Linked DNA regions of Sus scrofa: region 2 is linked to region 1. A link is a contact called in public Hi-C data. All regions are on one chromosome and are shown on one strand. Each heading gives the region's core, a stretch centred on a gene start, on an enhancer-like site or on the middle of the called end of the contact. The rest is flanking DNA. Distances are from core to core; before and after follow the strand shown. Region 1 overlaps RAB11FIP4 (rab11 family-interacting protein 4). Region 2 holds the start of KSR1 (kinase suppressor of Ras 1).

The links. A called contact is a pair of places that touch in the nucleus more often than the background predicts.
Region 2: a Hi-C map of omental adipose tissue shows a contact between it and region 1, with 1.6 times the contacts expected there. The contact joins the promoter of KSR1 here to the enhancer-like site in region 1. A contact is called at or near these places in 4 of 47 Hi-C or Micro-C datasets (embryonic fibroblasts, fetal heart ventricle, omental adipose tissue and 1 more).

Annotation. Positions count from the first base shown.
Region 1 is chr12:43,365,722-43,371,472 of Sscrofa11.1, forward strand. It overlaps RAB11FIP4 (rab11 family-interacting protein 4), which reads right to left. Exons shown (of 15, transcript XM_005669074.3): 11 at 5,381-5,462; 12 at 4,078-4,215; 13 at 3,839-3,997; 14 at 2,551-2,739; 15 at 1-1,418. The coding sequence ends at 1,302. Among named protein-coding and RNA genes, the nearest start is that of TRNAT-CGU, 21 kb to the left of the region's middle. Within about 2 kb of position 2,895, at least 9 of the 83 cell types and tissues checked have an H3K27ac peak or open chromatin away from gene starts, as enhancers often do. A contact at or near this core is called in omental adipose tissue and subcutaneous adipose tissue, where this site is marked.
Region 2 is chr12:43,923,975-43,929,811 of Sscrofa11.1, forward strand. It overlaps KSR1 (kinase suppressor of Ras 1), which reads left to right and starts at 3,248. Exons shown (of 19, transcript XM_021067472.1): 1 at 3,248-3,952.

The sequences.
Region 1 (5,751 bases), core at 1,645-4,144:
AAGCCACACAAAACTGAGACAGACTGGAAAACTCAGAGAAAAGTACCATCTCTACACCCAGCCCTCTAGGACAAACGGCCACACCAAAGCTCCAGGGGGTGATGTCCACCCCGTGGCACCAAGAGGGGACCAAGATTGCCCTGCAAGCTCCCCGTTTCTCCCCCCCGCACCGTGTTTGCTCCCCTGGCTGAGAACCAAATACAGGTGTGTTGCTAAAGCCTGGAACCCAGGGGCCTTGCTATGCAGCCGTGCCAAACCCAGAGGCTGGATTCCGAAAATCCAGACCCAAGGCCACCACCAGGGACAGGGACGCGAGGCCCTTTCCCAAACTGCGGGGCGCTGTCAGAGGCTCCATCCGTGCTTCTCTCTCAAAATGCAGCCACCGCAAAGGATGCTGACGGGGGACGTGGGCGTGCTCCCTCCCGAAAACCGTGTCTTTGGCTGCCCAAGGACCCCTCCTCCCCTGGCATTAGCCAGCCTCGGCCCCCAGCCCCTCCCCCTTCCTTCTCCTCCTTGATATTCACTCGCGTGAATTTGTTCATTGCCTTAAAAAACAAAGCAAAGACAGAAAGGGAGAGGGAGCGAAGCAGGGACGGGGACATCTACGGAGGAGAACCCGAAAAACGCCAAGATCTCTCAGGACGAAGGGCGCCCGCCCCTCCAGCGCCTCCGCAAGCCCAAGTCCTTTAGACACAAGGGGCACCAGCATCACGGGGGCTGCGGGCTGGGGGAAGGGGCTCGAGAGGACCCCACCCACCCCCTCCTAACACCCCTTCCTCCTCTCCGAGCTCCAGCACCGGGGCTTGAAAGGGGGCTGAAGAGGTTGGTGAGGCATTGGACCTCCCGGAAAAGATCATCCTTCGGCTCCCACGCCCCCGGGGGACGCAGGGATGGGGTGGAAGAGCCCGTCTCACGCAAGGACTTGTTCATCCTGGCCCCAGAGGTAGAATCATTTCGTCCAGTATCTGACACCCAAGCTTCGGCTCTGGTTCTTAGGGCGGCTCCTGACGGCCGACCTCGCCCCCGCCCCCCTCCAGGACCCCCTGCCCCCCCACCCCCACCCCCGCAGAGGGACCGCGAAGTGCAGGGACGGCCGACGGCACAAGAGGGCGCCCACGGCCGCGCAGCCACGCTCTCCCCCCCCCTCCCCCGACACACACCAGTACACATCACACGGTGGCCAGAGTCACTTTACAGTGTGCACGTGAGGCCCGGCCTGGGCCGCATCCTCAGGCGGGGCTTGGCCCTGAATCCCGGGGTCCGGGGGTGCCGAGGCCGCTCTGCAGCCAGCCCCCCTTGTCTCAGTGTTTGATCTCCAGGATGGAGGGGTTGTGGTCCAGGATGGCGAGGATAATCTTGTCCATGTACTGCCGCAGCCGGAAGTTGATCTCCTCCTGCTCCCTCAGGGCTTCCATGAGCTGAAGGGAACCAGAAAGACAGGTCAGAGGCCAGGCCGGGGCCAGGGCCCCAAGACCCACCGCCGCCCTCGAAGCCGGGGCACAAGTCTCTGGTGTCAGACCCAGGGAGTGTTAAATACACAGAGGCCCAGGCCTCCCTCCCACGGACTCTCACACGGCTGGCCCGTGGAGGGGTCCAGGAGGGGTGATTTTGTGGAAGAGGTTGAGAACACTGGCCGGAGGCCTTTATAATCAGGATGGACTGTCCCTCACACCACCGCCCGGTCCCAACACTGTCCTCTAGGTCCCCTCCTGCTGTGTCCTTCATGGAAATGAAATGCTGCCTCTGCCTGCGGGCTGGAGGCTGGTGCCCAAGCACAGGGTAAGGGGTTCACCGACTCTTACGATTCACGGTGAAATCTAACCTAGGTATTTCAAGGCCTGATCTTTTTTTTTTTTTTTCCTCCCATTTTTGGCCACCCCACAGCATCTGGAGTTCCCAGGCCAGGGGTCAGATCCAAACTGCAGTGTTGACTTAAGTTGCAGCTGCGGCTACACCAGATCCTTAACCCACTGTGCCGAGGTGGGGACAGAAGCCTTGTCCGAGCGCTCCCAAGACACAGAGGATCCCGCTGTGCCCCAGTGAGAGCTCCTCGGAGGGCTGATCTTTCATCAGCACACCCCAGTGGGGCAGAAAGTGTGGGCTTTGGTGCCGGAGACCTGGGTCCCTCTCCCTCCCTAAGCTGGCTGACCTCATGTCCCGGTCTCCCCATCTGTGACAGGAACGTGCTCAGAACGCCTTCGAGTTCTCAGAAGATTAAATGAAGACACATGCAAGCAGGTGCCCAGGAAAAGCCAGTATCCTCCCCCCTTGGCCTGGCTCCAGGGCACATCCAGCCTCCCCTGGATCACATGCTGATGAAATCAACTGGCCATTTCAGCCCGTTCCTGGCACAGTGGAGACTCAAACTCCGCTCTGCTCCCAAGCCCGTGCTCCCCCACCACGTACAGGAAACCAGAGCTGATTCAACTCTGCCCTTGTCGCTCGGGGTCATCGCAGGTGGGGACTCGGAGCGGCCAGGCCCTGGCCCGCTTTTCCTGCTCTGGGCGGCCCGGGGCTCACCATGGAGGCGGGGGATGGGGCGGGACTCACAGACACGGGGCCGGGCTCCGAGGCGAGAGCGGGTGAGCACGTTACCTCGTCGCGAGAGGCCGTGTCTATCTCCGCAGCCAGAGACTGGGCTTTGGTCTGGGTGGCAAAGAGGTTCTTGGCTTCGTAGAGGCTGAGGCTCAAGATCTGCCCGTTCAAGTCGTCGTTCTGATCCCGTAGCTTATGATTCTCCTGCGGAGGGGACAGAGGCCACATCAACTCCCCGGGCATCCAGAACCCACATCTCTGCATCCACTGGCTCCTAGCCCCCACCAGCACCCTCCCCCTTGGCAGGGGAGTGTCACAGGCAGCTCAGGACACCCACGGATGACGTGGCCTTTGCCACGCCTGCCTGGGAGGAGAGCTAGATGCTGGGAGGTCCTGGGGTTCTGAGGAGGCGCTACAGCCCTGTACTGGGAGCCAAGTTTCCGGACAGAAGCATGGCTCCTGGCCGCTCCTTCCTCCCTAGGGGGAGATGAGCCGGAAGAGGGGGCTCAGAGGCCCTGTGTGGGGACACTGCCCACCCAGTGGCTCCTTCTCCACCACTGGCCCTGGGTGAAAAGCATGCTCTGGGTCCCTGGGCTGGCGGGTCTGCTCATGCTCTCAGCTCCCCCTGCAGCCGGGCTCAGGAATCCCGCTCTTGGGAGTTCCTCCCAAGGGCGCCCTTGCTCCTGCGTACAGCCCGCCCAGGCCCTCCTTACCAGCCCCGTGACTCTTGCTTTTGCCTCAAAGTTCCTAACTGCTGGCACCTGGGACCTTGGGCGTCCCCCCGACCCCCCACCCCCCATGGCTGAGAAGGGCTGGGGTTTGGGGTTGCTGGGGACGCAGAACCTCCAGCCCCTCTGCATCCCGGGCAGCCAACTCAGAGGTCTGAGCGAGGGCTGCCCTCACCAGGTCAATGTCCCTCTGGACCCCGCTTCCCCCACCCCCAACTGGTCTCCAGTCATGGGAGGGTGTCTGGGAACCATGTGACATGGAATCGTGGGCTCGGGGTCCGCTTGTGGGAGAACCCAAGGCAGCAAGGGCTGCACGCGGGGCTGGGGAGTCTCATTCTCCAGCCCTCGTGCCCAGGACCGAGGACTGGGGTCTGCTTCTCTTCGTGGCTGCTGAGGGAGGACCTGGGATGTCCACTTGCCTTGCTCGAGCTGTGAGACGGGGATGAGCAGCCCCGAGGCCCAGGGTATCAGGAGGAGCGGGCAGCGGCGTGGGGGAAGGTGGTGCTCCAGCTCCTGGCCCCTCGCAGGAGGCCCGCCCGGTGGGGACACCCAGACACCTCACCCCGCAGACCCACCTGCTTGAGCCGCTTCACCTCGTGCTCCAGCTCCACCTCTCGGGCCCTGGCGCTGAACTCGCCCAGGCCGGAGGACGAGCCTCGGCCCCTGCCCGGCCGCTCGCAGTCCAGCTTGTACATCTGCAGGTGCTCCAGCTCCTTCCGCAAGTCCTCGATGAGCTGGGGGGAGAGAGGCTGGTTGGCAGGAGCAGGGGGGCTGGGGTCGGGGGAGCCCTGGCGCCCGCTGGCCTGGGACCCACCTCCTGCGTAGCCTCCCGCTCCTTCTGGAACTCAACGCGGTTCTGCCGCAGCTTGTCCATCATGCGCTTGTACAGGTCCATCTCATCCTTGAGCCGCAGGCTGGTGTCCTCCAGCCGGTCGGACATGCGCTGCCGCTCCTGCAGCCGGAAGACCAGGGTGGGGTGGGGGGAGTTCCCAGCGGGGCCCGCTGTACCCTGGGGGCTTTGATGGGGGTCGGGGCAGCCACCTCGACAAATGGGCCAATCAGACCAGCCCCCTGGACAGAGCCCCCTGAGGGATGGGTTAAAGAAATGACCAGGTCTCCTAGGATTTTAGAAACGCAGCTAGAAAAATCCCAGGTCTCTTAAGTCCTTTTACTTTTTCTTTTTTTTTTTGGCTCCACCCGCGGCACGCAGACATTTCCCTGACCAGGGATCGATCCCGAGCTACAGAGCAACCCTAGCCACAGCAGTGACAACACCAGATTCTTAACCCTCTGTGCCACAAGAGTTCCTCTGAAGTCCTCTAATGAGGAGAGACAGACCTGAATAGAAGCCCAAACAGAAGCAAACCTCTTTCTTTTCTTTTTTTTAAGGGCTGCACCTGCAGCATATGGAAGCTTCCAGGCTAGGGGTCGAATCACAGCTGCAGCTGCCAGCCTACGCCACAGCCACAGCCACAGCCACAGGATCCAAGCCACATCTGTGACCTACACCACAGCCTGGGCTAAAGTAGGATCCTTAACCGACTGAGTGAGGACAGGAATTGAACCTGCATCCTCACAGATGCTATGGTGGGTTCTTAACCTGCTGAGCCACAGCAGGAACTGCTCTTTCTCTTAGTTTCTCCATAATATAAAGAAATATACGTCCCTGTGAAAATTTTGGAAAATTAGAAATACAGAAAGACAGGAGTTTCCGTCGTGGCGCAGTGGTTAACGAATCTGACTAGGAACCACGAGGTTGCGGGTTCGATCCCTGCCCTTGCTCAGTGGGTTAACGATCCGGCATTGATGTGAGCTGTGGTGTAGGTCGCAGATGCAGCTCAGATCCTGTGTTGCTGTGGCTCTGGCGTAGGCTGGTGGCTACAGCTCTGATTAGACCCCTAGCCTGGGAACCTCCATATGCCATGGAAGCGGCCCAAATGGCAAAAAGACAAAAAAAAAAAAAAAAAAAAAAAAAGAAATACAGAAAGACAAAGTATTGTTTGAATTTTGTTGCCTTCTTTTCCCCTAGGGCAACTTTATTGGAATTTAAGAAACTAGAAACTAAAGGAATTCAGCTCAAGATCCAAGCCTGAGAGATGCCTGGACCTGCTGCTCACCTCATCCAGCTTCTCTGTCTGTGACTTAAGCCGAGTCACTGTCGTTCTGAGCTCGGCATTTTCTTCCTCTAACTGCTGCACCCTGGAGACAAGGAGAGGGAAAAGGACGGCAGAAACGGAGATTAATTTACAACTTGACAATGTGCAGCGACTGTCCACTCCCCTCCCGGGAGGAGGGAAGATACCAGGAAACAGGAGAGAGAGGGAGGGAGAGACAGAGTGAGTGGGAATATGAACCACTGTTCCAAATGATAACATGGCTTTGAGCGTCCTGTCATCCAAGGCAAAACAGGAAAGACACTGAATTATTATTATTTTTGTTTTGTTTTTATGTTTGTTTCTTTTTAGGGCCAGACACGCAGCATATGGAA
Region 2 (5,837 bases), core at 1,998-4,497, 560 kb after region 1:
CACATTGATATATAGCTATATTGTAAAAGCATGTCCATATATAGGTGGACAAGAAGGATCTATATTAACTTGAGAGTAGTGGATATCTAAATAGGGGAGGCATGGAGTTCCCTGGTGGCCTAGTGGTGAAGGATCTGGCATTGTCACTGCTATAGTGTGGGTTCAGTAGTCCTGGAAAAAAAAAAAAAAAGAAAGAAGGAAGGAAGGAAAGAAAGAAAGAAGGAAAGAAAGGGAAAAGAGAAATCTGAAGCAAATATAGCAAACGTTAACATTTGTTAAATCTGTGTGGGCAAGTCTGTTATAGTATTTTTTGTACTTTTGATTGAAAATATTTCATCACTAACTTTAAAAAATGGATTAAAGAGAAAAAAAAGATGAGATTTAGAGCCAGGCAAAACCTTAGCTCCTTGCCCTTTTCCCACTTTATAGATGGGGACGTAGAGGCCCAGGACAGAGTGAGCTGTTTGGTCAAGGTCATGGAGCAAGTGCAGAGCAGGGAAAAGAATGCAGGTCTCAGGACTCATTCAGTTTTATCATGACATTTGCCAAAGGGTGTGTGTGGGAATCCCTGGCTAAGGGCTTCTGCTCAAAACTCATGTCCAGATTTGGAAAAGTGTCTGAGCTGTCGACCCCACAGTGCCAGGTCCCTCGGGACAGGCTCCCATTCCATTGCAAAATGCCAGAGTGATTGCAGGGGTGGGCCGCTTTACCCTTTGGGCTCAGCTATCCATCTACCCACACGTTTGTTAATTCGTCCATCCACCTACACATCCACCCACCTACACATCCACTCATCCTTGACCTTCATCCCTCATCCATTTGTGGGTCAAAGCTTTACTAAATTCTCGCCTCATTTTTTTTTAAAATTTATGACTATACCCACAGCATATGGAAGTTCCCCAGCCAGGGTTGAATCTGAGCTGCAGCTGTGGCCTACACTACAGCTGCTGCAATGCCTGATCCCTTAACCCACTGTTCTGTGTTGGGGATTGAACCTGTGCCTTAGTAGTGACCCAAGTTGCTGCAGTCGGATTCTTAACCCACCCCACCACAGATGGAACTCTTCACCTCACTTTTTTATGTGCGGAGGGCAAAGAATTGAGCGGTTTTCCACCCTCAAGGAGCCCACTGTCCATTTAACAATAAATGTGTGAACAAAAATAAATGCCAAAACCTCTGCAGTGTGTGACACGTGCTTTCCTGGAGGTATTAGGTATGTTGGGAGCAAATAAGAAGGCCTGATCTTTTCTGGAAGGGGAAGGGAAGCAGGCACTCAGAGGCTGCCAGGGAGACTGTTTTAATTTTAATTAAATTCCAATTTTAATTATGGTGAAATACACATGACCTAAAATTTATCGTCATAGCCATTTTTAAGTGTACAGTTCAGTGGCTCTAAGTACACTCACCCTGCTGTGCAACTGTCACTACCATCCGTCCCCAGAATGCTTCAACTTGAAAAACTGAAACTACCCATTAGACAGTAACTCCCCAACCTCCCCTTCCCCACTCTGCCCCTGGCAATTCTTTTGCCTCTAAAATTTGACTGCCTCGGTACCTCCTATGAGTGGAAACTTATCATTTTTGTCCTTTGGTGACTGGCTTATTTCACTTAGCTTCATGTCTTCAAGGTTCGTCTATGTTGTATTATGTGTCAGAATTTCCTTCCTTTTTTTTGGGGGGGGGCAGCACCCTAAGCATGTGAAAGTTCCCAGGCCAGGGATCAAATCCAAACTGCAGCTGTGACCTATGCCACAGCTGCTGCAAGGCTGGATCCGCCACAGTGGGAACTGCAGAATTTCCTTCCTTTTTAAGTCTAAATAATATTCCATTGTATTTATACTCCACATTTTGTTATCCTTTCAGTCAATCGATACTTGGATTTCTTCTGCCTTTTAGCTGCTGTGAATAAAGCTGCTATGAACATGGGAGTACAAATATCTCTTCAAGTATCTGCTTTCAATTCTTTCTGGTATATATGCAGAAATAGAATCACTGGATCATATTCCTCATTTTGAGCAACCACCATATACTGTTTTTGACAGCAGCCACACCATTTTGCGTCCCCGCCAACAGTGCACAAGTGTTCCAGTTTCTCCACATCCTTTTCAACACTTCAGATGACTTGGTGTTCCATAATAGCTATCCTAATGGGTGAAGTGGTATCTCATTGCGGTTTTGATTTGCATTTCTTTAAAGATTAGCGATATCGGGTATGTTTTCTTGGGCTTATGGGCCATTCCTGGATCTTCTTTGGAGAAATGTCTATTCAAATCCTTTGCCCGTTTAAAAATCCTGTGGCGTGTTTTTTGGTTGTTGGTTCATAGGAGTTCTTTATATATTCTGGATAGCGACCCCTTATCGTGTAGAGTTTGCAAGTATTTTCTCCTGACCTGTGGGCGGCCTCTTCACTCTGTTATTTGTGCCCTTTGATGTACATCATGGAGGAGATTTTTAAGTGTTGGTAGAAGTCAGCCAGTTTGGGCAGCAGTGAAATGAGGGGAAGGTATTTCCATCAAAGGAAACAGCCAGTGTAAACACACAGAAGAAAGAAATAGCAAAGAGCAAGTAGTTGAGTCTTGCTAGAGCATGTGTGCAGGAGGTAGGAAGTGGAGAGAGGTGAGGCTGGACACACAGAACAATAGGCCAGCTAAGTGGCTTGGGTCGTGGTCCCAGGACTCCTGCCTCAGCATCAGCTACTAGGAGTTTGTTAAAAATGCACTGCTGTTGCCCCAGCCCTGACCTACTCTGGTGGGGGGCCTGGAGATCTGGGTTTTAACCAGCCCATGGGATTATTCTGATCTTCCGTCAAGTTTGAGCACTATTCCAGGGACAATGGGGAGCCACTAGGGGGCCGGGCTAGGCCGATGGAAAGATGACCTGCCGGTTCTTCAGGTTGGGGCGCCCCCATATGGCTTTACCCCATCGTCCTCCAGCCACCCCACCCGGCTGCCTCCAACTGCCCTCCCGCCCCCAGCTATCCCCCCCGGAGTGTGAGGCTTTCTGCTGGGTTGGGGTCAGGGGTCACGGAGGGGGCCCGCGCTGCTGCAGCCAGGCCCACATTCCTCTCACTTCCCGCCATTGTCCCGGGTTCCTGTGGCCGCGACTCCTCACTGGCCCGGCCGCCCTAAGGCCCCCGGGGGGTGATGACTCATTTCCTTTCTCCCGAGTGACATAATCCAGTGCCCAGCTCAGCAGACCTGGATCTCGGGCCGCTGGGAGCTTCCCGGCCGGCAGGGGGCGGCCGAGCCCGCCTTCCCCGGACGCGCGAGCAGAGCCGGAGCCCGCTTCCCTGGCCGCCCTCCACCCCCACCCCCGGGACCCCCTTCCCTGGCTGATGAGGAGCAGGGGAAGCAGAACAAGACCTCTGACCTTGCTCTTGCCTACCCTCTGCCCGAAATCAGACCCCGAACGGTCACAGATGGGGAAATCCGGACCTGGGAGAGGGGTGTGTTTTGACAAGGCAGAGCAGCCCATCCTGAGAGGCGCGGGACTGGAACTCAGCACTCTGGGCCCCCCAGGCCCGTGATTTTCCCTGCAGACACGCAGGTATTAATTTTTCCCTCCTCGCTGCCAACCTGCTCCCCCGTGATGTTTCCAGTACAAGGTTTGCAGACAATAATATTTCCCAGATTCGGATCATTTCTGGGCCCTGAAACAGTGTCACCCCCTGGAAGCTACAGAAGCTGAGGGCTCCACTTGCTTCCCAGGTGGAGCCTGAAGTTACTGGGTGGTGACCCAGCCCCAGCGTGGACTGAGCACCCAGCTGACTGGCTTTGCAAGGAGGTGTCCCTCTGCGCCCAGTGCCGGCCCCTCTGGATGGGTGCCTCTCTCCTCTGCTTTCCCTCCAGGCTCCCAGGAGGCAGGGAGACTCATTCCAGTAAAATACCTCCCCTTCCCCCCACGGCTGACGTGGCGAAAGGACGCAGGAAATGATGGTCATTATTATTACCAGGTAAGGTACCTTATCTTGTTGCCTCAATTTCCTCACCTGTAAACTGGGTGTATAATAACGTACAGAGTTATTGTGAGGATTAAATGAGTTCGGACTCAGAAGATGCTTATAGCAGAGCTTGGCGTCTGATAAGCACTAGAGACTCTTCCAGAATTTGGGCTCCATGAAGGCAGAGATTCTGTCTGTTGTCTTTCTTTGGGCACTGCTGTATCTCTAACATCTAGAAAACTGTCTGGTGAAAACTAGGAACCCAGGAAATACTTGTTGAATGAATTGAATGAATGAATGAATGAGTGAATTTTAGCCATTACTATTGCCTAGGCTGATTTTACTCTAGGATCTAGGCCTGTCAGAGCAGGCCTGAAGGATTAAAGGGGAAGATTTTTTTCTTTTTTGTAATTTATTTTATTGAGATATAGTTTATTTACGATGCTGTATTCATTTTTGCTGTACAGCAAAGTGATCGAGTTATATGTGTATATATTCTTTTTCACGTTCTTTTCCATTATGGTTTATCACAGGATATTCAGTGTAGTTCTCTGTGCTGTGTAGTAGGGCGTTGTCATTTATCCATTCTATATATAATAGTTCGCATCTGCTAGTCCCAACTTCCCAATTTCCCCCTCTCTACCCCTCCTTCCCCTCGGCAACCACAAATCTGTTCTCTATGTCTGTGAGTCTGTTTCTGTTTCGTGGATAAGTTCATTTGTGTCATTTTTGTGTGTGTATCATATTTTAGATTCTGTAGGGATTCCGGTTGTGGCATAATGGGTTAAGGATCTGGTATAGGTGTGATATAGGTCACAGCTGTGACTCTGATTCCATCTCTAGCCGAGGAATCCCATATACTGTGGGTACAATGGAAAAAAAAGATTCCAATATAATCGATATCGTATGGCATTTGTCTTTTTCTGACTTAGTACGAGACTCTCGAGGTCCATCCACGTTGCTGCAAATAGCATTATTTCATTCTTTTTAATGGCTGGTAGTATTCCATTGTATATACACACCACATCGTCATATCTCTTCCTCTGTTGATGGACATTTAGGTTGTTTCCATATCTTGGCTGCTGTAAACGATGCTGCTGTGTACATAGGGGTGCATGAATCTTTTTGAATTATAGTTTTATCTGGATATATGTCCAGGAGTAGGATGCTGGATCATATGGTGACGCTATTTTTAGTTTTTTAAGGAATCTTCATACTGTTTTCTGTAGTAGCTGCACCAGTTGTCATTCTGGAGGGGAATATTCGTGAGGGTCTCTTTGCACTAGGGCTTCTTGGGAAGAAGTCGTCCTAAGAAAAGACTTTTGAAGAACCTAAGTTCAAGGGTAGGGCAAGGGGAAAAGGTGATATGGGGGATTGGAATCCCAGGAGTGGACAATTTCATGAATGTACCAGAAGGCGCATCAGCACAGTTAATCTATGGTGGCTTTATGACAGTGTGGTGGCTTCATATCTCCCATGGACATTGAAGATTTGGTTTTTTGAAAAGTCAGCATTTTTATTTTTTTATTTTTTTTGTCTTTTGTCTTTTTGCCTTTTGTTGTTGTTGTTGTTGTTGCTATTTCTTGGGCCGCTCCCGCGGCATATGGAGGTTCCCAGGCTAGGGGTCGAATCAAGCTGTAGCCACCGGCCTACGCCAGAGCCACAGCAACGCAGGATCCGAGCCGCGTCTGCAACCTACACCACAGCTCACGGCAACGCCGGATCGTTAACCCACTGAGCAAGGGCAGGGATCGAACCCGCAACCTCATGGTTCCTAGTCGGATTCGTTAACCACTGCGCCACGACGGGAACTCCAAAAGTCAGCATTTTTAAAGTGGGTGGTTGAGTTTTGGGAAGCATGCCTCCAAGACGGAGCACCTGTGACACACCTGCAGGG